Regions from separate parts of the Zea mays genome. Here regions 1, 2 and 3 are each linked to region 4. The links are chromatin contacts, called in public Hi-C maps. All regions are on one chromosome and are shown on one strand. Each heading gives the region's core, a stretch centred on a gene start, on an enhancer-like site or on the middle of the called end of the contact. The rest is flanking DNA. Distances are from core to core; before and after follow the strand shown. Region 1 holds the start of LOC100274036. Region 2 has its middle 64 kb from the start of LOC100274036. Region 3 holds the start of LOC100280812 (WRKY55 - superfamily of TFs having WRKY and zinc finger domains). Region 4 holds the start of LOC100277702.

The links. Hi-C and Micro-C count contacts between places; a contact is called where the count stands out from the background.
Region 1: a contact with region 4 is called in a Hi-C map of ear, with 1.9 times the contacts expected there. The contact joins the promoter of LOC100274036 here to the promoter of LOC100277702 in region 4. A contact is called at or near these places in 3 of 25 Hi-C or Micro-C datasets (bundle sheath, ear and tassel).
Region 2: a contact with region 4 is called in a Hi-C map of tassel, with 2.8 times the contacts expected there. The contact joins the enhancer-like site here to the promoter of LOC100277702 in region 4. A contact is called at or near these places in 3 of 25 Hi-C or Micro-C datasets (bundle sheath, ear and tassel).
Region 3: a Hi-C map of tassel shows a contact between it and region 4, with 3 times the contacts expected there. The contact joins the promoter of LOC100280812 here to the promoter of LOC100277702 in region 4. A contact is called at or near these places in 2 of 25 Hi-C or Micro-C datasets (ear and tassel).

The regions. Positions count from the first base shown.
Region 1 is chr1:51,298,009-51,302,928 of Zm-B73-REFERENCE-NAM-5.0, forward strand. It overlaps LOC100274036, which reads right to left and starts at 2,152. Exons shown (of 2, transcript NM_001148419.1): 1 at 1,836-2,152; 2 at 1-1,289. The coding sequence starts at 1,995. The coding sequence ends at 439.
Region 2 is chr1:51,361,887-51,366,947 of Zm-B73-REFERENCE-NAM-5.0, forward strand. No RefSeq gene overlaps it. Among protein-coding and RNA genes, the nearest start is that of LOC100274036, 64 kb to the left of the region's middle. Within about 2 kb of position 2,910, at least 19 of the 20 cell types and tissues checked have an H3K27ac peak or open chromatin away from gene starts, as enhancers often do. A contact at or near this core is called in bundle sheath, ear and tassel, where this site is marked.
Region 3 is chr1:52,486,933-52,492,004 of Zm-B73-REFERENCE-NAM-5.0, forward strand. LOC100280812 (WRKY55 - superfamily of TFs having WRKY and zinc finger domains) reads left to right here and starts at 2,557. Exons shown (of 3, transcript NM_001411377.1): 1 at 2,557-2,832; 2 at 2,949-3,053; 3 at 3,266-3,940. The coding sequence starts at 2,789. The coding sequence ends at 3,761.
Region 4 is chr1:51,972,349-51,977,477 of Zm-B73-REFERENCE-NAM-5.0, forward strand. It overlaps LOC100277702, which reads left to right and starts at 1,300. Exons shown (of 2, transcript NM_001151203.2): 1 at 1,300-2,520; 2 at 2,669-3,383. The coding sequence starts at 1,575. The coding sequence ends at 3,054.

The DNA.
Region 1 (4,920 bases), core at 902-3,401, 670 kb before region 4:
AGCTACGTTATTTTTTCTGGACTTCTTTTTTCGTCTTCTTCTTTGGCGCGCGCGTATATACCCTACTACTAGCTACTTGCCGCTACGGAATTAAGGCAGGAGAACAGAATTAGTAAGAAACGGAGTAGAACTGGAGTGGAGGAATAGTCCCTCCTGCCGGAGGCAAGGCAAGGCAAGGGCGGCCCAAGAACAGCATCTTGAACTGAGTACTGTACGCCGTCGTCTTGGCTTCCTCCAAATAATATCCCTCTCTGTCTCTCCTTCTTCTACCCCGTGTCTTCAGCAGGCTCTGCTCCTCTGCTAGCTAGCTAGGCGCCCTCGGCGGCTGACGTACTGCTTGTGTCCGATGGACGCGGGTGCATGTCCACCGCCGATATATGATGCCGTAACGTGGATCGATTTCCGTGCCCGCGCGCCGCGTGTGTTGGTGGCTTGGATTCACACGCCCTGCGCCTGCGTGAACCACAGGCTGTCGTCCATGCTCCAGATGCTCTCCACGTCGAAGCTGCCGATCTCGAAGTCCGCGACGCCCAGCTCGGGGAGCTCGGATGACGCCCACGACGTCTCCCCGACCAGGCACGATTGTTGCTGCTGCCCGCCCAGGGCGGCGGCGGCGCTGGAGGCGTCGCAGCAGGCGCCGGTGGTCAACCACTCTGCGCCACCCAGCGGCGCGGGCCAGGGTTGTGCTGTCCCCGCGCCGGAATCCGAGGACGGAGAGGACGACCCGGCCGTGGTGCTTGACAGGTCCGGGAAGACGGCGGCGGCGGCGGGGTTGTTCAGTAGCTGGTGGTCAGCGGCGGCTGGGTAGTAGTAGCAGTCTGCGGGAGGCCAGCAGGCGTCCGTGGGCAGCTCCGGCGACGCGTAGAGGCCGCCGTCGTCGTCGGCGCCGCCGCCGTGCTGCCACGACGACGAGAGCGGCGTGTCGTCCGCGGCGGCGCCAGCTGGCGGAACCCCGGCGCCGCTGGCGTTATTGTTGGCTGCGGCGGCCTGGATGCGCTCGACGAGGCGGGGCATCCAGAGGTAGCGCATCACGTCCTTGAACTGCTGGCTGTTGACGTCGCATTTGAGCTGCTTGGCGTGCTTCTGCACGCGCGTGCGCCAGTAGTTCTTGATCTCGTTGTCGGTGCGCCCGGGGAGGTGCTGCGCGATCTTGGACCAGCGGTTGCCCCAGCGCGAGTGCAGCTCCAGGATCATCAGCTGCTCCTGCGGCGTGATGTTGCCGCGCCGGAGGTCGGGCCGGAGGTAGTTCAGCCACCGGAGGCGGCAGCTCTTGCCAGTGCGCTTCAGACCTGTGCATCATATCATATCATAGGCAGGAACGTATTTAGTAATCCACACGACGCCATTGCTAGCTGCTGATTAGTGATGTAGACGAGACATGAGAGTGTGTAATGTGTATATGTGATGGCAAGCTGCATATACTACGGCCGGGAACGAATGATGCTTAATAACCACTAAAAAGTACTATCTCGCTCGATCTCTTTCTCACTCATCAGCGTAGGCGGCTCTGGTTAGCTGGGATGGTTTCCTACCTAGCAGCTAGCCTATCTGTTTCCATATATTAGCATGAACGTGCACGTGCCACCACGAGTGCCCAGGCTTGTACGGCAACGCGGAGAAGAAAACGATATGCGCAAGTAAAGCTGGAGCATCTCTTGGCGGTGATCTGTGGGCGCGCGATGTGATAGGATAGAACCCATGAGCGAGCGAGGCGGCGGCTACGAATTGTGGCTGTTAGTTGTTGCTCAACTCACGATGATGCAAAGCTAGCTAGCTACCTACCTACATGTATATGCATATATATCCTATTCCTAGCTAGCTAGCTTCCCACACACCTGCTGATCGGGCGAGCGAGTTCCAGCGGCCCTCGCCGTGCGCGTCGACGTAGTTGACCAGCTGGAGGTCCTCCTCCACCGTCCAAGGCCCGCGCCGCAGCTCGCCGGCCATCACCTCCTCCTCGCTGCTGGCGTCTGATCTCTCGTGCGCCATGTCCATCAGCAGATTTCCCTTTGAACCGCCTACACGTTGATCGGCGGGCAGCTGGCTGCTGGAAGCTGGATGATGACCAAGTATATATGTGTGTGTGTGTGGTGATGTGGTCACAGCTGCTGCTGTGCTGGGAGGAGGAGAAGGCGGGAGAAGAGAAGGCAGGCCAGGAAGGAAGAGGAAGAAGAGTGAGATGAGGTGGGGCGGGGCGGGAGAGGAGGGGTCTGGCTTATATAGACGAGAGACGCAGACGGACGGAGCGAGCCGGCCCGGCCAGGAGAAAGGGAGGTAGGCTGGTGGACTTGGGTGGGAAGAAAGGAGCATGTTGGGGGGGAGCACGCCGCAACCAGGGAGATTAGTTTATCCCTTTTCATTTCGTCCCCCTTCTATTAAAGCCAAAAGTTCAGGGGTTAATCGGAGGCGATTAATTATTTTTTTCAGACTGGATGCATGGTGGATTAATTACTGGGGATTATTATATTTTAGTTAACAGCTAATTAATCGATCGGCTAGCGTACACGGGTAAGTAGGAGGGAGTTTGACTGGTTGACTCCATCGCCTGGGCCCCTGTCCCCGGCTAGCTCACTCGCACTCGCACCGCACCATGGGCATGGAGGCAGCAGAGCTCGCGGGGCACGCGCTCGGCGCGCGGGACGTGGGACCGGCTTGAGGAAAAAAAAAAGGGGGAAGGCCGGGCTACTGATTTGAGCGTAGAAAATACGAGCCAACTATAGCTAGTGTGGACGCATGTAAAGGCCAGCTCCGGTGGAGATCGGTGGAGTTTTGAGCACATGGAAAACCAAGCAAAAAAATTAGCACAAATGCTGGTGCCTCCTTGGTGGCGTGGAGCATATGCCTATAGCTAATAAGGAGGTTTGTGTTTCTTGCCTTTTCTGCTTTGTTTTTTGTTCTCTCTTGCACAGCATAATATGGCCTCTATTTGACTAGGATTTCTGTCACATGAATGGTAATATGGGTTTCTTGTGGTGGGAAATGTGTATTGAAGATTAATTAAGGTCCTGGACCTGATCTGACAGGGGTTCTTGGTATTTATTTCTAAGTGGTAAATGGCATTGCTGGCAACAACAAAGTTCTCTACAATAACTTCTTAAATCTTGAGACAGACATGGTTTAACTTCTTAAATCTTGAGATTTGGTGCCTCCGTAGACCTAGTTTGGATACTCTTGGATTGAAGTGGTTTGAAGGGATTAGAGAGTATTTAAATCCCCAATAAGTCAAAAACTCTCACGATACATCTCAATCCGCTCCATTCCCTCTTATTCCTAGAGTACCCAAACAAAGCCGTAGCGTATTCAAGGAGGTGGTGATGACAGTTTTCCTTCGGCAACAGCGACAACCTAGTGAGGCGAGGGTTTAGCAGATCCAAAGACTAGTAAAAGGAGTCAATTCTTTCTACCCCTCTTGAAAGAGTTTCACATTGTTCCACACGGATGGAAGGAACAAATTATATATCCAGCATCGTCCTTGAGTTCTGTAACAAGATATGGTACATTCTGCCTTCTATTCAACTAACCACGGGTAGAAATAAAAGCATGTATTGTTTGGGGGTGTATCTCTAGCTGTGATTCTCTTGTATCAATTTCAGGATCTTGTGACAAGAAGCAAGTGGCTATTGTAACAATCTGTTATAAGGAAAATATACATGCATGTACTAGCTCAGCAATGTATTTTTGAATCTCTGGTGATCAGTGTATTTTTTGAAGGAAGAAGACCTCAAAAGTTCTGTAGACCTCTCTGTGAGGTTTTCTTTGTTTTTTATTATTGGTCAAAGGTCTTGTTTTCCCTAATATATATCAAATGTAAGGCACTTTCCGAGTGTATCTTTAAAACATTAAAGGGTGCATTATGATACACGATTCCCTTAAAAAGGCCTTAAAATGTAAGCTAAAGAATGTGGGTTAAGTGTAAACTCAAGATTTATCTGTTAAAAATACATGGATAAAAAGACTAAATTGGATGTTTTGACTTATTTAGTCAAGTACAATCAGACATGTAATTTATTATCGTGTGGTTGTACCTGAGTTGTGGACTTGAAAGTCTTTACATTGTAAAGAGAGTAAGCTTTGATGAAAGCAATAAGACTACTACAATGCGTTGTATTGTGTCTTTCTTTCTTAAAGGGTACAGACTAACATGTCGTATAAATCGAACGCATATTATCTTAGAAATATCAAGCCATGTATATGTGACAATATCTCGACAGATTTGTATATATCTCCACCTTTTTTTTCTCTTGGCCTAGGAAAACTCGTTGCTCGCTCCAAAAGTGCACTTTGAAGATCAAGACAGCCGGCATTAAATTGATCCAGAAATGTTCGGTACTGGTTCGTTTCAAAACCACCGCCAGTTTTGAGTCCTTCTAGACCCTGAGGTCAACAAACGACGGCCAGGTACTAGTAGCTGTTTTCTCGATCGTCGGGACCAGCGGTCCGTTGCCCCCGCCGCTAGCTCGCCCGTCCCCTGTCCGCGTCGCCGGTTGAGGCTATCCACACTCATACTACTCTAAATTTCTACCCTAAAAAGAATATTCTGTCCTGGTTAGCAAAATTCTTTACTCTATACCAGAATCATCCGCACTCATGTTTACTTTATATCCCAACCCTATACCAACTACCACATATTATATTATTTTTTCTACTGTGCTTGCGTGCACTTCATACCGATTGTGGGAGAGAGCGTGCAGTCGCGGGCCCACCTCTGCTGCTGCAGCTGCACTGCCTCTGTTTGGCGTAGGTGAGAGAGAGCGCTAGAAATGGCGTAACGCAGAGCATGCAGTATCGGGTAGAGTCCTGCGCGCTGGAGCATTTTTTTACGCTAAGTCGGGTAGCGCGGGCATGCGGTCGCCCGCTGTGGGCAGCCTCAGGCTTTCTCCAGTGGCATTCGGATGCGAATGCGTATTTAGGGAGTCCGTG
Region 2 (5,061 bases), core at 1,660-4,159, 610 kb before region 4:
GGTCTGCCTTCCTGCCTGCGAATTCCAATCCGCACTCACGGCGCGGGCGGGGACGGGGAGACGACGAGACGACTGATCGGCGCGCGCACCGGCGAGAGCGCCACCGGCCGGTCGACGTGCATGAACAGTAGGTCCACCTGAAGATACCATATACTGGGGAGAAAGCACTTAATCTGAAGAAGCGCTGTGTGCTGTGCTCGCTGGAACTCGATATGGCAGTGGGTACAAGGGGTTCAGAAAGTATGAACTACTGGAAAGGGACTGACACTACCCTGCCTGCTGCTGACTCTGCTGCCGCCTTGCTAGTTTGGTAGCCCTTCAGGTCTTCTTCCAGCACAGCAGATGCCTACGCCTACGCGTGATCATCGATGATCGCCAAAGCTAATTGACCCCTCCCCGGTAATTCAGTGGATATAATCCATGTTCTCTCTCTCTCTCTCTCTCTCTCTCTTGCAATGTGAAAGCCTTTTTCCTGAAGAAAATTGTTCAGAGTTGACATGCGCTGGGACGAAGAAATAAAGACCCATTTGATATATGTTTGGTTTGGTATGTGAGTATAGTGGAGGGCGCTATCAGTGAAACCAGTAAGGTTTGGCAGCTTGATATGTTTGAACAAAAGAGCAAAAGGGAAGAACACAGTTGTGTTGTGCAAGCAAAACTGTTTTAAAAACCGTTTCTCGTTCTCTCTCTCTGTCTATCGAGGAACCGTTTCTCTTCCTCGCTCTCTGCCTATCGAGAGTGCGAGTAGTGGCCGCGAGGAGCAGCAGCTCTCTCTCCGCCAGTCCAGGCACACAGCCAAACCTTCGTAAAAATGGAACACGGGTTCACCCCATCGTCAACCTGCGACGTTGCAAAAAAGTTGCTTTGCTTCCCCCTCTGCCTTTTCGGCAAATCGAACGTTTCGGTGAAACAGCTATATAGGACGACACCTGTTGTGCCACGGCCAGCCACAGCCACTGTGCTCAAGGGGCTGTGGCCAACTCAAACTGGTTTTCAGTCTAACTTTTGTTTTTTACGTGCCAAGTGTTGCGCAACCATCCGCTCCACCACAGTGCAAGAAGTGTGCAACAGCAAAACTTGTTGGCTTGGAACTTTGGCGCTTTCGTGCGTTGATTCGCTGTTGACACGTCCTTTGCCTTTGGTTTTCCGAGTGAAACGTGACTGCAAATCTGCAATCCAGAACGCTTTGCGTGTTCCCTGCTGAGTATACGCATCGAAATCGCAGAATATATATATTCGGATAACTTTCACAGGGGACTCAAAATGCATTCCCGTTTCGGCGTCTTCAGAACCTTTTTACATTTTCAGGTTCTTCCCTACACACTTCACCTGAGATAAGAACAAATGGAAGGGTTCTTACATTTGCCATGCCTTCCCCTCAAGGAAAATGGGCATGATGAACTGCGATTACAATATCTCAAATCAGGCGCATTTTTCAGCACGTCTTAAATCCGGCGCGTTTTGTCAACTGCTTCTACTCATCTGTGGGTTCTTCAGAATCCTCTGAAGGTGCGTCCGACGACAGTGGTCCTAAGATGCCCTCTGAACCGAGGGTCAGTCCACTCTGTGGAGAGGTACAGCAGGAAGATGATCCGATTAGCTCAGCCACATAATTCATGGTTTACACATACAGTTGGAATCAGATGGAAATTATAATCTTATTGTCTGTTAAAACAAACAGCTATCGAATTGCAAGGCCCAAGATGCCTCTGAAATTGGCTGTGCAGTGTGAGGCGCAAGGCTGCTGTACCAATTTTCTGAAGAATACTCAGCATAGGTTTCGTATCTTCATCCATCAATACGAGACGAGCTATGAACACGATAGAGATATTCCTTGATAACGTTCTTTGCCTAGCTCATCTACAGGAAACAGATAGCCCTTCCCATCACTCCAATCTTTACTTACCCACCAATCAAATGCAGTAGTAACATCATATCTGTCTTTGCTTATGGATGGGAGGGTGGTGTCAGCCCGTTCCATCAGGCAAGAAGGCAAGGCAACCAGGCAGGCCTCACACTCCTGGTCCAGTCATGGGCTTACAGCACAGAAAATCGGAAATAGACAATGCCGTGACGTTTTTGCTCTTCAAGGTGGAGCCGGTGTGGTATTACCACGAACGCAGTGAACAACAAATTGGGCTACCGAGTTCCACTTTCGTATCAAAAGGCCCACTGGATACTGACGAGATGAAAATCCAACAGTTCCTTTTTTTTTCTCAGCTTAAACCGACTTGAGGACAAAAATCAGCCCAACATTGTTAGTGGGCTGCGGGCGGGCTCAAGCTTCGGCTGTTTCCACGCAGCACGGCTTTACCTGATAGATACGAGCATCTTGATACCTGTCTGCCTGTTCGTAGCTGCGTGGTAACGTCAATGAACAGTGACGGCGGTTCATCCATCGTCGTCGACGGAAAACACCGCAAAAGGCTGGGGTAGTAATAACCATAACCAAAAAGTCAAAAATCGCAGGCCGCAGGGAACCGAGGGTGAACGAATGGTTCGCTGCCGTAGGCGCCAGAGCGCCGCGCGGCGCGCAGCTACAAGTCCCCGGAGGCTTACCCTTGACCGGTGCTGCCGTGTCCCGGCCGCCCATGCATCTCCCTCACTCCCTGCCGCCAGTGCCTGGGCTGGGCACGAGTTCAAACCGTCCAGCCAACCACCATAACTGCCCGGAAAATCCGCCACGGAGAGCGACGCCAAGAGCCCAACGAACCGGCCATCGCCGTACGACGCGGCACATCGCGTTCTCCCGCGCGACCGACGCGCGACGCCGACCACGCCACGCCACGCCGAGGTGTCCGCCCCCACGTCGAGCAGCGCGCGAACGCCTGTGCTGTGCAGTGTCAATCTCGATCCGTCGTGCCGGTCGCTCAACCGGCCACCCCCGACCCCGGAGCGGGTGAACTGGGAAAGTGACGGGAAAGAGACTGGCGTAATTGCGTTGTTGTCCAGATGAGACTGCGCGGCGTGTGCACAGTACTGCATGCACGCACACCGAGCGACGTACAACTACTCCAGTATACCAGCTAGCTATCAAGGTGGCCGACGCTTGTTGGCTACGTTGAGATATAGCGCCACTGCACTGCCATTATCCATTCCCGGCGCTGACGACGCCATCGAACGCTCGCGAAGCCTATGCTGAGTTCTTGGCTGACCGTTGAACGCCTTGATTTGATGTGCCGGCCGGTTAGTTTTATAATACCACTATACCCCTTTTTCCTCATGCATAGGATAAGATAGGATCATATAGGACCATACCATACGTGCTTGCGTGCAGGCAGAGAGCCGATCCGGCAGTATCCGAATGTAATAAAACTAATAGCCGCGCTGCTTGTGCGCATAGTGTGTTTTTTTAGGTGAAGCGGCTATTCGTAAATAAACTCGGAGCTATAGATGTCCAAACGGGCCGCCCGGCCCGGTCCGGCCCGGGCCCGGTGAAGCCCGGCCCGTTTTGGGCCCGGCCCGCCAGGCACGATTAAAAAACCGGGCCGGGCCGGCTAAGCACGCGGGCTCAATTCCTTGTCCGAGCCCGGCCCGCAACGGGCCTAAACGGGCCGGGCCGGCCCGTTTAGCACGAAAAAAGCGGGCCGAAAAGCACGTTTTAGTGTAAAAAAGCGGGCTTAACGGGCTTAGAGCTAAACGGGCCGTGCCGGGCTAGCCCATCGTGCCTAATTTCCTGTCCGAGCCCGGCCCGCTTATTCGTGCCGGGCCGGACCGGGCCCGCATATAACCGGGCCGTGCCGGGCTCGGACCGGGCCCAAAAAACGGGCTTCGTGCCGGGCTCACGGGCTTCGTGCTTATTGGACATCTATACTCGGAGCCAGCGACGGATACAGAAATGGACTAAAACATGACTGATTTTACCACAAACTAGTAGGCTTTATATTTCTATCTTCTTTCTATTCCTTTGTCCTCTATCCACCACCTCTTTCAGGGGCGGATCCAAGGGGTGGACAAGGTGGGCCATGGCCCCACCTCAATTTTTTTAACCCCTTATACCTAGGTTTAGGTACACGCCAAAATAAAACAAATTTTTGTTTAGTTAGCGTGAACAAATCTAGTGAAAACTAGGTTTTGATCTATTTTTCTGTCGATACTTCACTGCTCAATCCACTCTTCACCTGAGCCATTTGATTCTCTTCCCTAGCGCAAGCCCAGTCGTGGCTCACTCGCTTCTTCGGTCATCGACTGACCAGTAAGTCGGTGACCTAATCCGCCCGCTGCAGCGCACCTTACCTTCTCATCACTCATCAGCTCGTCGACTCGTCAGGATCCTGCAGGCAACGTTGATATTTTGCCTCCTAGTCCGCGCCAGCAGATGGGCAAGTTGTTGGTGAGACCGTGGCGTCACCTGTCCCTCGCTAACTCATTAGAGTCCCACCGCGCGGTTGCAACACGACAATGGGTGTCGCTTGCCGTCACCGTCATCTATCGCTACCTTGCCTCCCGCACTCGCTCCTCCTAGCTGTCGTCGTCTCACTAACGCCAACTCACGACAAATTCGATGACTCGCCAGAACGACACGTTGATGCGGCTGCTCCGCCCTAGTGCCTCATCCTCAGTCAGTCCACCTATTTTCTCTCTCTAGCTCTCCTTTTGGTAGCCAAAAAGGTTTTTTTTGGTATTCATATCATTTTGAAAACACTAGATATTATCATTTAACATTCATATTATTATCATTAATCTATATTTATGGTCTAGTCTGGTGATTTGTCTCTTGCACTGTCGGCCCCACCTAGAATTTTGTTCTGCGTCCGCCACTGACCTCTTTATCTAATAGAGTAGGGGTTTTATTTTTATTTTTTCTCTTTTTCTTCTTCCTCCTTCCTTCTCCCCTACCCCCCACATCCTTCTCCTACGCAGTTTCATAAATGTAGGTGGAGAGTGGAGACCCCTTAGCCCCCTTAGATCCGCCCTGCTGGGAGCAGCATATGAATTGGATATTAGTACACTGTTTATTGTGGATATTTATTAATTTTCAACATAAATTTACTCCCCACGCCACGCCCCAAAAAAACAAAACTCACTTTTCGATGATGAGTTAATTAAATCTTGGATTTA
Region 3 (5,072 bases), core at 1,307-3,806, 520 kb after region 4:
AAAAAAAAAGAGAAATCCATACTTGGCTTTACCTTTCATGCCACCTATTGTTATATAATATATCTTTACTGACCATATATTACCTTTAGTTCACGAAAATATCAACGCGTACCGAGTCGATTATCCTTAATAAAACAATCCGGTTACGAAAAAACTGGTGGTGAGAAAAGCTTTGCCTTTGCGAAGGGGCGGCATCAGCTGAATGCATGCATGTATATGTCAACATGTCACGAAATGTAAGCGGATGGGAAGACACGTAGACAGACCCAACTGCACGTTTTTTTCTATCCCTGGGTCTCTTGGCCCTCGGTTGTTAAACGTGTACCGGTTAACTGTGGCCACACTTCTATACTTCTTTTTTCTTCTCCCGTGTTATCAGGGACCGCGGCGCCATAGTTTATGTAGTACTACTCCGGAGTAAACGACTACTGCATTTAGAGTGGCGTGCATAAAATAAACACCTTTTTTTGTATACGCAAGTCAATGAATAAGCCAAGATCCGGACTGCTGAAGCCGAGTGCGTCGCATGCACCCCCCTTCTCCGTCCGTCTCTCACACACACACATCGCTGACCATGCAAGCTAAGCAGCCAATGAGGCGGCGATACCCGTCCCCGTTCTAGAAGAGGCAAGTGCACGTTAATAAAAAAAGGGGGGGCTGGGCGCTGGCGTGCCCCTGTCTTCCTCTAGGTTTCTTTTCTATTGTTTTGAGATGGACCGGTGTTGTGGTGTAGGTGTTCAAAGTGTTTGTAAATACGGAGCGGAGCATAGTATAGTATACGGGTAAATCAAGAGGTTAGGGTAGCCGCTCCGGATAATAAAATGCGGGCCTGTCTAGCTCAGCGGGTTGTGCTGTACGGGGGTAGAAAAGTCGTCGGAGCTCTCTGGTATCTATATATCTATCTATCTAAATGCCATCGCGCCGGCAGCGGCTGATTGGGGGTGGCCTGGCCTCCTACAACTGCAGGATCACGACGCGTCACGCGTAGCAACAGCGGGCATGGTAGATGGGTCCGGCGATCCAGTCGCCGGTGGCCGGGGTTAGTTTTAACTAAGACCGAGTGGGGGCGCGGGAAACGTAACAGCTGAGCTCACGTCCGTCCTCCGGGGTCCTTAAAAAACAAAGCTCCGCGGAAAGCTAAGCTAAGCACGCATAAGGAGGGATTCCTTCCCGCCCCAACTTGGTCTGCAGCATGTGCGGGTCTTTTTAAAAAAAGAGAGAATTTTTTTTATATATGACGTTCAAATCTTCACTCATTTCTTATATGGCATTCGAAATCATGAGTTTTCTTCGTTGCCATCGGTTTAAGTGTGGCACTGCCGAGGTCAATAGTTGTACAGTTCTAGAATGGCGTCCGTATTCATTTAAAATACCGATTTTTGCACTCTGCTTGGTAGTCCCCCATAATGGCGAGGCCTGAGAAGCCTACAGGGCCACAACGGCGCGGGATAGGAGCATTCGGCGTTACTTTGTTTTTTTTCTTGCAGCGATATGCGCACGCAAGTAAACGGATATTTTGACGGGATCTAACGGCAATGACAGCTAAAGGAACCGAAAATATAAAACCAGTGGGCAGCGGCATTGAGATGAGCTCATATTTTTAAATGGTACATAAGGAAAAAATAATAAGTTTTGGTGGTATATAAGAATTTTTCTCTTAAAAAAACCAGGCATGCGATTGGGATTCCTCCATCGGAACACGGTAGAATTCTCTCGTTTCGGGTGACCATTGGGAAGCGCGCCGCGCGCGCGAGCAGCTCCCAGTTGCCCTCCTTCCAAGCAACGGAGACGATTCCACTGGCCTCGCCAGGGAAACGCATCAATCAGGTCAAGCCCAGCTGGTAGGGCAAGGATAACCTCTCCCTTAAAATAATTAGTACCACTATAATGTTCGTATCACTCAAAGAATTTTAAATTTAACTAAATCTATATAAATTATTAGTATTACTTGTTTTTAAATAAATTTGTTGTAAAAATAAATTCAGCGAGCAATTTAAACAATACGAGTCATATACAATAAATAATAAACTTTTTATTTATTTGATCAAAAAGAATGTCGACTATTTTATAACAAAAGAAATACCAGTCCTGCCTCTTTTCTTTATTATTATTATTACTACTATTATTATTACTATTATTATTATTATTATTATTATTATTATTATTATCATTATCATTGCTATCACCACTTCTAAGCTCTAACTTGTTCCGTTCTGGTCTGGAAACAAGATTTTGAACCGGTCCGGCCGAAGAGAGGGATATTTAGGTAAACAAATACTATATAATACAAGTAGCCCAAGCTGTGAGATTAATGACGGTGCTTATGCAATAAACAAATACGCGCCACACAACCTCCGAGGCCACTTGTACGCAGCTCAGGCTCCGGCAGTGTTGAGTTGGGGGCCTCAGAAGAAGGCGCGCAGAAATTTCTCATCAGGTCGCCCGTCGGTGGGCGCGGGCACGTGACAGCGATACGCCCGGAGGCCAAGATAATCTTTGCATCGTTCTCGGTCTCGGTTCTGGAGAGTTTTATATGGCCGCGAGGTGTCAATTATTAATGGACTTCTCTCTCCCGCCCCTTCTCTCTTCGTGATGCTCCTCTGCTTGCCTTGCCCTGGTGTGGTGGTGTCTAGTCAAGTACGCTTCCGAATTAAAAGCGCTCTGGCCTGCAACCTGCTGTCTGCTCCGTCCTCCCACGGCCGGCCGCCTGCCCGCGTCTTCTTCGCCACCCCTCTTCTCCGGTCCCGCACCTGCATTTCTTGACCCCTTCCTCCACCGCAGCCAAACAATGTCTCCGGCGCCGAGTTCGCATCACTCGCAGATCAATTCGAGGTAACTAGCTGCGGCCGGGTTCGCCTGTGATCTCTGCACCTGCGCGGTTCGGTTTGGAAGGCGGCGCCTGATTTCGTCTTCTTTTTTTTTTTCTTTCTTGCGGGGAATCTTGGCAGGAAGGAGAAGCGGATGAGGAAGGTGGACACCTTCGCGCCGCACAACGATGGCCACCAATGGAGGAAGTACGGCGAGAAAAAGATCAACAACACCAACTTCCCCAGGTCCGGCCGGATTCTACATGTTTTGTTTGTTTTACTTTACCGGGGGGTGACAAATCTATCCTCGCCAGCGAAGAACCCGGCTTTTATTAGCCAGCCTCCTTTGACTTGAATGTTTGGTAACTTCCTCCCATTCTCCGCATCCACTATCGGCGGGTCGAATCCCAGCAAAAATGTTCGTTTTCACTCGCTCACAGGTTCTTGTCCCGCTGCAGGTATTACTACAGATGCACGTACAAGGACAACATGAACTGCCCGGCCACGAAGCAGGTGCAGCAGAAGGACCACAGCGACCCGCCATTGTACGCGGTCACGTACTACAACGACCACTCGTGCAACAGCGCGTTCCTCCCGCTCTCCCCCTCCGAGTTCCAGCTGCAGACCTCGTCCGGGAAGGCCGTCTCCATCTGCTTCGACTCCTCGTCCGGGACGGCGGCGGCGGCGGCCGCCACCACCAATGCCAGCGGCGGCTCGCCCTCTTCCAGCGCGGCGGCGGCGGCGGCGCGGCGAGGCACGCCGCCGGAAGTCAGCAACCCGCCCGTGCTGCGGCGGTCTGAGACGTACCCGTGGGGCGCCGGCGCCGTGGAGCAGAAGCCGGCGTCCTGCAGCACCGAGTACCACGACGCCTTCTCGGCTGGCGCCGCCGCCGTGCCGGAGGAGGTGGTAGATGCAGGCAGATTTGGATCTATCAGGTTCTTCCATTTTTTGTAAATTGATCACTCAGTGGAAGGAAGGCAATTGATGCCTTTACTTCGACAAACTAATATGATACAGTCATACAGATGTCTTCTTTTCTTCCTTCTTCTTTTTATTCCTTCATTACATGCCGAAGCTTACTACATATTCGCATGTTACTTTTGTTTTCTTGATTCGAAATCGAAATACCAATGCTAATTTTAATCCAACACTTCGTTTCTGCAATGGCTTGCTCGTCGATTAACGTATATATATTCAGGATATCATTTATATATGTATTGAAACAGAGAGAAAATAAATTAATGTTCCTATGAAACTCCCGGCAATGAGGGGGGGGGGGGGGGGGGGGGGGGGGGGGGGGGGGGGGTTAAAATCTGAACACAAGTTAAAAAAATGGAAGGAAACTAGACAAAGCAGACCCCGCCCCTTCTCTCTCTCTATTTTGCAAAGAGGGTGATTCAAAGTTTGTGTATGTTAAAAAAAGGAACGTGCAAATGTCACCCCCTCAAGAATATGAGTATATGACCATCGACAAGCAAGAGCTGTCGGCACAATTGTCTCCCTGCAAACAATATCAACAATATTTTGTGTGCTCCACGGCGGTTGGAGTAACAATTCAGGGCTTAGCAAGGGAAATAGAATAGAGAGGATTGAAGGGACTGAAATACTCTTATACCCGTTTGTTTTATTTCATTTTGAGAAATTGAAAACTTACTAATAAAATAGGCTATTTTTTAAAAAATGTGACATTCCACCACTTCCAAAATTATCATATAAGTCTATCTCAAATTCATATGGTGAGAGATGAAAATTGATTCTATAGATTTACATGCTATTTTTTCGATGTACAACTTATATCACACTCTTCTACTTGTTTCGCTATAACATAAATATAGTATATAACTATATCTCTCATATAATTTAGGATAATATATAAATATATTAACTTAATTAGTTTTATTTAAATTATAATTATTAAGGCCTTGTTCGTTTATGTCGGATTGGTGGGTCGGAACGTTTCCTAGCCGGATTGCTTCTTTAATTTATATAAACTTTGATTAGCTGGAACGATTCCGAGTGCAATCCGACGTAAACGAACAAGCCCTAAAATGGAATTCAATTCCAACGAAACAAACGGAGCCTTATACTATTCAATAATAAGGATATCTGAATAGTAAGGCCGGGGATTGACAAATATTAAATCTTTGTCCATTTAATTTTGACTATGTAGAATTTAATCTCCTTCAATGTAACTCTAACTAAACAAGTAGAATTTAATACCCTTGGTTACCCTAACTAAATAAGTCCTAGATAGAATTTTAGCCT
Region 4 (5,129 bases), core at 50-2,549:
GAGCGCTAGTGGACACCGTGGGCACGCACCCGCGCGCCGCAGCTAGCGACAGCAGTTTCCTGTGCCGCCGGCGGCAGGGCCAACGCCCGCCCGCATCCGCCATCTGCGTCGCTCGCCCCCAACACGACACCGCCGCGGCGCAAAACGATGATGCGAGTAGGTACGTGAACGTGAACGCGCGCAAGCATGCTCGCTCCCGAGTGCGATCCGCCGCGCGCGCGCGCAGCGCCAAGAGCTGGGCTGTGAACAGGCAGTGCCCGTTGCGAACGACGCGCACAGAACAGGCACAGTGCGTCGGTGTCCCCGGCCAGAGGACTAGACGACGACCGTCGACCAGTGCCTGGCGGCCTCTCTGGCCGCGGCCCGCGGCTCTGGTGTGCGTGTGCGCGTAGCGCGCATGGGGTCGCCACGTGGGGTGTCTCACGAGGCGCAGCGCATTGCAGTGCCTAGGATTCGACCTCGGAGTGATGGATGGATGGATGCGCCCTTTTCTTTTCCTTCTGCATGGCCTCTTTTACTTTTGCCCGATGGATCTCCCACCATTCTCCGCCGGTCGTCTTTAAATGCGGCGCTAAACGCTACCGCCTCCTCGCCCTGTGCTCCGCTGCTCTGCTCCACTCTCTGCATGCATGCCGCCTAAGCCTAGTAGTGGGCTGTGGTTAGTGTACTGGCTAGCTAGTACTCACTCTGCCTGCTGTCCCTACAGCGCGTGCAACAATGCTTTCCCGCCTGACCCCGGATACCACAGCTAGCACAGGGGGCATCTATACGTAGCAGATGATCAAAGCTAACAAATGACCACCAACCCAACCCCACCATTAGAGGCTTTGGGTGCAGTACTTTAATCCGGAAAGAGGCTGAAGTAGCATGGAAGCTATCTGTTTGTTCTTGCGTTTCCCGAGACGTCATTGTTTGGAATCTGACGGGGAAGAGGAAAACGGCACATATATGCGATGGCAGACCAGATGTAAACTTGAAGCTAAAGCAACGCTGCAACGGGAGAGGAGGGTCCAGGATGTGGCTACGTGCCAGTGCCAGTGCCAATGCCATCCTTAATTAACAACATATATGCTTCCCATTCCCAAACAACAACATCGACACTGACCAGATAATTAATCCAAAGTTTCCCAACGACATGATTGCGGCCATTATTCCTTAATCTCCATACAGTACTGGACAGTATGTGTAGTACACTACGCTCCACAAGCGCTTTAATTAACAAACACCTTATTAATACACATCAGCCAGAAGGCAGCAGCAGTAGTACAGGAAGGCACGCGGCTAGCGGCCACCGCAGCGCGCGCAGCGGAGTGTGCAGTTCAACTCGGATACTGCCCCACCCCACCACCACCAGTCCACAGCTTTTGTCGCCTCCCCTAGCAAAGCTCGCACGAGATGAAACCCTGAGCTGCCCTTGCCATCGCCGCGGGGAGGGCCGGAGCGACAGGGGCGATGCCGTCATTATATTGCGCCCTCCACGCGCGCCTCCAATTATAATGCCGCGGCACGCCCCCACACGCCGTGCTTCGCTGCTCCCGCTCGGCTGAACAAACGGCTCAGGGAACACAGAGGCTATGCAGCCACCGCAGCCGCAGCCGGAGCCCGCCGCCAACCGGCGGGCACCCTCCACGTGCTCCCCCGCACAGAGGCGGAGCGGTGGCATTGGGTGCATGGCCGGCCTCCTCCGCCTCATCTCGCCGTACCACCGGAGCCACCACCGGAAGCGCCTCACCGCCAAGAACGCGCCAGCAGCGCGGGCCTCCCAAGCACCGCCACCCCCGCCGTCCTCGTCGTCGCCCAGAAAGAAGGCGGCGGCCCAGCAGCCTTCAGCTTCGCCCGCGGCTTCTCCGACGAAGCCGACGGTGCAGCAGCTGATGACGACCGCTGTTCGGCGGCGGCGCTCCTGCGACGCGCCGCGGAGCCCGACGATCGCGCCGGAGCACCGGCGCTCCAGCTGCGACAGCCCCCGGGCGCCGCCGCCGGCCATCATCGCCCGCCTCATGGGCCTGGAGGAGTCCGCGCCGTCCTCGCCCGCCGCGACGCTGCTGCGGCCAGTCGTCCCGAGTCGTCCGCCTCCGCCGCCGCCGGCGGCGGCGCCGGAGACAGCCGCGGAGAAGCGGCGGAAGCTGCTGGGCGCGCTGGAGAAGTGCGACGAGGACCTCAAGACGCTTCGCCGGATCATCGCGGCCGTCCGCGCCGCGGAGATGCGCGCGGCCTCCGCGTCCGAGGTCTGCCCGGCTGCAGCGAAGACGACGGCGCATGCGGGCAAGGGCGCCACGGGGACGTTCGCCCGCGACAACGAACACGTCGAACAGTCGCCGTCGCCGTCCCCATCGCCGCCGACGCAGCAGCAGCAGCACCCCAGCCCGGACTCGGTGCTGGACGCCATCAGCTCCCCGAGGTTCCCATGCAGGAAGCGGCCGTCTCCATGCACGGATCTCGATGTGGGTGGCAAGGGGGGCGCTTGCGGTGCCGTCGGATCGAAGATCGTGAAGCCCTCCCGAACCCTTGTTTTCTCCGGTACGTACGCACGTACGTAGCATACATGTCGCTGTCACGACTCACGATATGCGCCAAAGTCACATGATCTGCCGTATGTCTTCTCCTTGACCAATCAGCAATGGGGTATGTGCCACGTAACTTCAATCGTGCGCTTCCGTACGTGCAGGCGACTACTGCAAGATCAAACCAGGCGGTGAGCTGCCGCTGCACGCCGTCCATTACTACCCGGTGCCGCTGGCGGTGGGCATGCCGAGGTCGGCCGGGGCGGAGAGCTGGCGGCACCACCGGCGGCGGTGGGAGCAGGAGGCCGCGGCGGCGGGGCGGGTGATCAGCCGCGCGATGGCGGAGAGCGTCGGGGAGGCAATAATGTGGGTGCGGCAGCAGCAGGCAGGCGCGGGCGACGACGAGCGCGGCAGGGTCGCGGCCGCGCTGGAGCGTGCCATCGTGCAGGACCTGGTGGGCGACCTCGTTGCCGAGATGATGCAGCAGCAGCAGGCGCAGGCCGGGCACGGGGCCGGCGGCGGCGGGTGCAGGAAGAGACTGTGCTTCTGATGCTGTGAATTCGGCATGTGCTTTTTTTTTCTTCTTCCTTGTTTTTTGTTTCTTTTGTCGCGTGGCGTCGCATCGCATGTGCTTGAATTTGGCAGGTCAAGGTCTCTGAGCTGTGAGGAATTAATAACTGGCTCTGCTGCTGTGGCTGCGCCATAGATGTCAGTAGTCGCGGGTACAGCTCGCCTGGGTAGCTACCCCCACCTGACTGACGATCGTGGTAGTATTAAAAGAACGGATTCGCCGCGGCGTCAGTTGTAGGTGGAGTAATAACAATCAATATGAAAGTGATGAGAAGCAACTGCCAAGTACGCTGGCGGGCTCACTTGGATTCAACTCTGATAGGTACTGTGAGTAGCACTGTGGTATATTAATGACAGCAATGATGGATCTGTGGGTATATTAGCATCCATATTTGGCATGAAGGAAAAAAAAGGTTGCTAGTCAACATTTAAAAAAATATTGTAGCGTGCACACTAACACTTTAAGCGAGGTTTCTTGAACCATGCCTCGTTTTTTTGCTTGAATTTCAGCATAGTTTCTGTTGGAGCTCTGAAAATCGAAGGAGGGCAAACCGAGCGAGAGATGGGCAAGAACGATACTCGTAAAATGCGTGGGAGTTAGCGCGCACGCAGTGCAGGGCCGCAGGCGGGGAGGAGGACTAGAGAGGAGCCTAGGATAGGAAGCCAGCTGATTGAAAATTCTCTGTGCCTAGCCTACTCACAGCCACAGCTGATTGAAAATTCTCCGCCACCGCGCCAGGAGGCCTGTGGCGTTCGCAATAACTTTGGGCGCTGTCCTCCGATTCAGGGAGCGGTTTCTTTAACCGCGCCGCTGCTGCCAAAAAAAAGGCGCTGGCAGCGCGTGCGTGCGGTAGCGTTGTACTGACACAGGAGGAGGAACCGTCCAGACACAGTCTCGTCACCCGTCCAGACACGGTTCACGTAGAGGAACTGCCAAGTGACGCCACTGTGCTAGCGCCGGGCTACCAGCAGTTACTGCTGGCTGTGCCCGTTCGGTTCGGTTGTGTTGTGTTGTACTACAAGTCAATCGAATGATTGTTCGTTGCAGGCCAGCGGACGCAACGCATGCATGTAGGGCCGGGGTCGTCAGACAGAGAAAAGATCGAAGATGCTCGCAGCTGCTGGCGAACAAGTTGTGCCGGCACGGCTGGGCTGCACCAGTTGGTTGATGGTGTGCGTAGTGCGTACGTGGCTCCACGTACGTCGGCAAGACAGCAAAAGGAAAGATTAGAGCTGTGCCGTCATAGTAGATTACTACGGGGTTTTTGCTGCCGAGGAGGCGAGGACGTCACTAACGATCGCGGCAGCAGGTCTGACTTCCGGTCGCCATCGCCACGATCCTCGAGTCTGCGTAAAAGAAGACGCGATACTCTGACGCTGTGAGCTAGCAAAGGCCTCATGATATATATCGGTCTCTTTTGTCATTTTGGCAGCTTGCTAGCAAAAAGGCACGACCGGTCTAGGTCACCACCAGCCCATGGAAAAGAAATCGTAAGGAAAGACATGCTGCCCAGCCCGGTCCAGGAGTAGGGCATCTCTCCCGAGCTAGTTATCCGAGCCCATTGGGAACGCAGACGAAAGACATACCGGAACAGGGCCCACGTTTCACTTTGGCACAGGAAGGAAAGCTCCATAGCCGCCATTCTCACATGCATGCCACACCGGCCATAGGCACTGCGCACTCTCTCATGTCTCTCATCGAGTGACCGACATGATTGGCATCCCGAGGCAGCCTGGGCATTTGAACCTTGACCAGATCCCAAGCTTCCTCCTTCCCTCCCTGGCGCGCCCCGAGATGGAAATCCAATCGCAGGACTTTTTGCAAAGCTTGATTAAAAAGCAACAAGGCAAGTAGGCGGCGGGTGATGGTGCCAACTGCCAACAGCCATGGATGCCGCTACCCTGCTCACTCTCGCTGGCCAAAAGCGTCAAAGCGGGAAGCCTGCTTTTGAAGCTAATATCTGTGCCATTGTTGGTAGGTACTGGTACTGTACCCTACGAGAGCATCAAAACTGGAATGGAAAAGCAAAGAGTCCAACGAATCATGAATGGGCC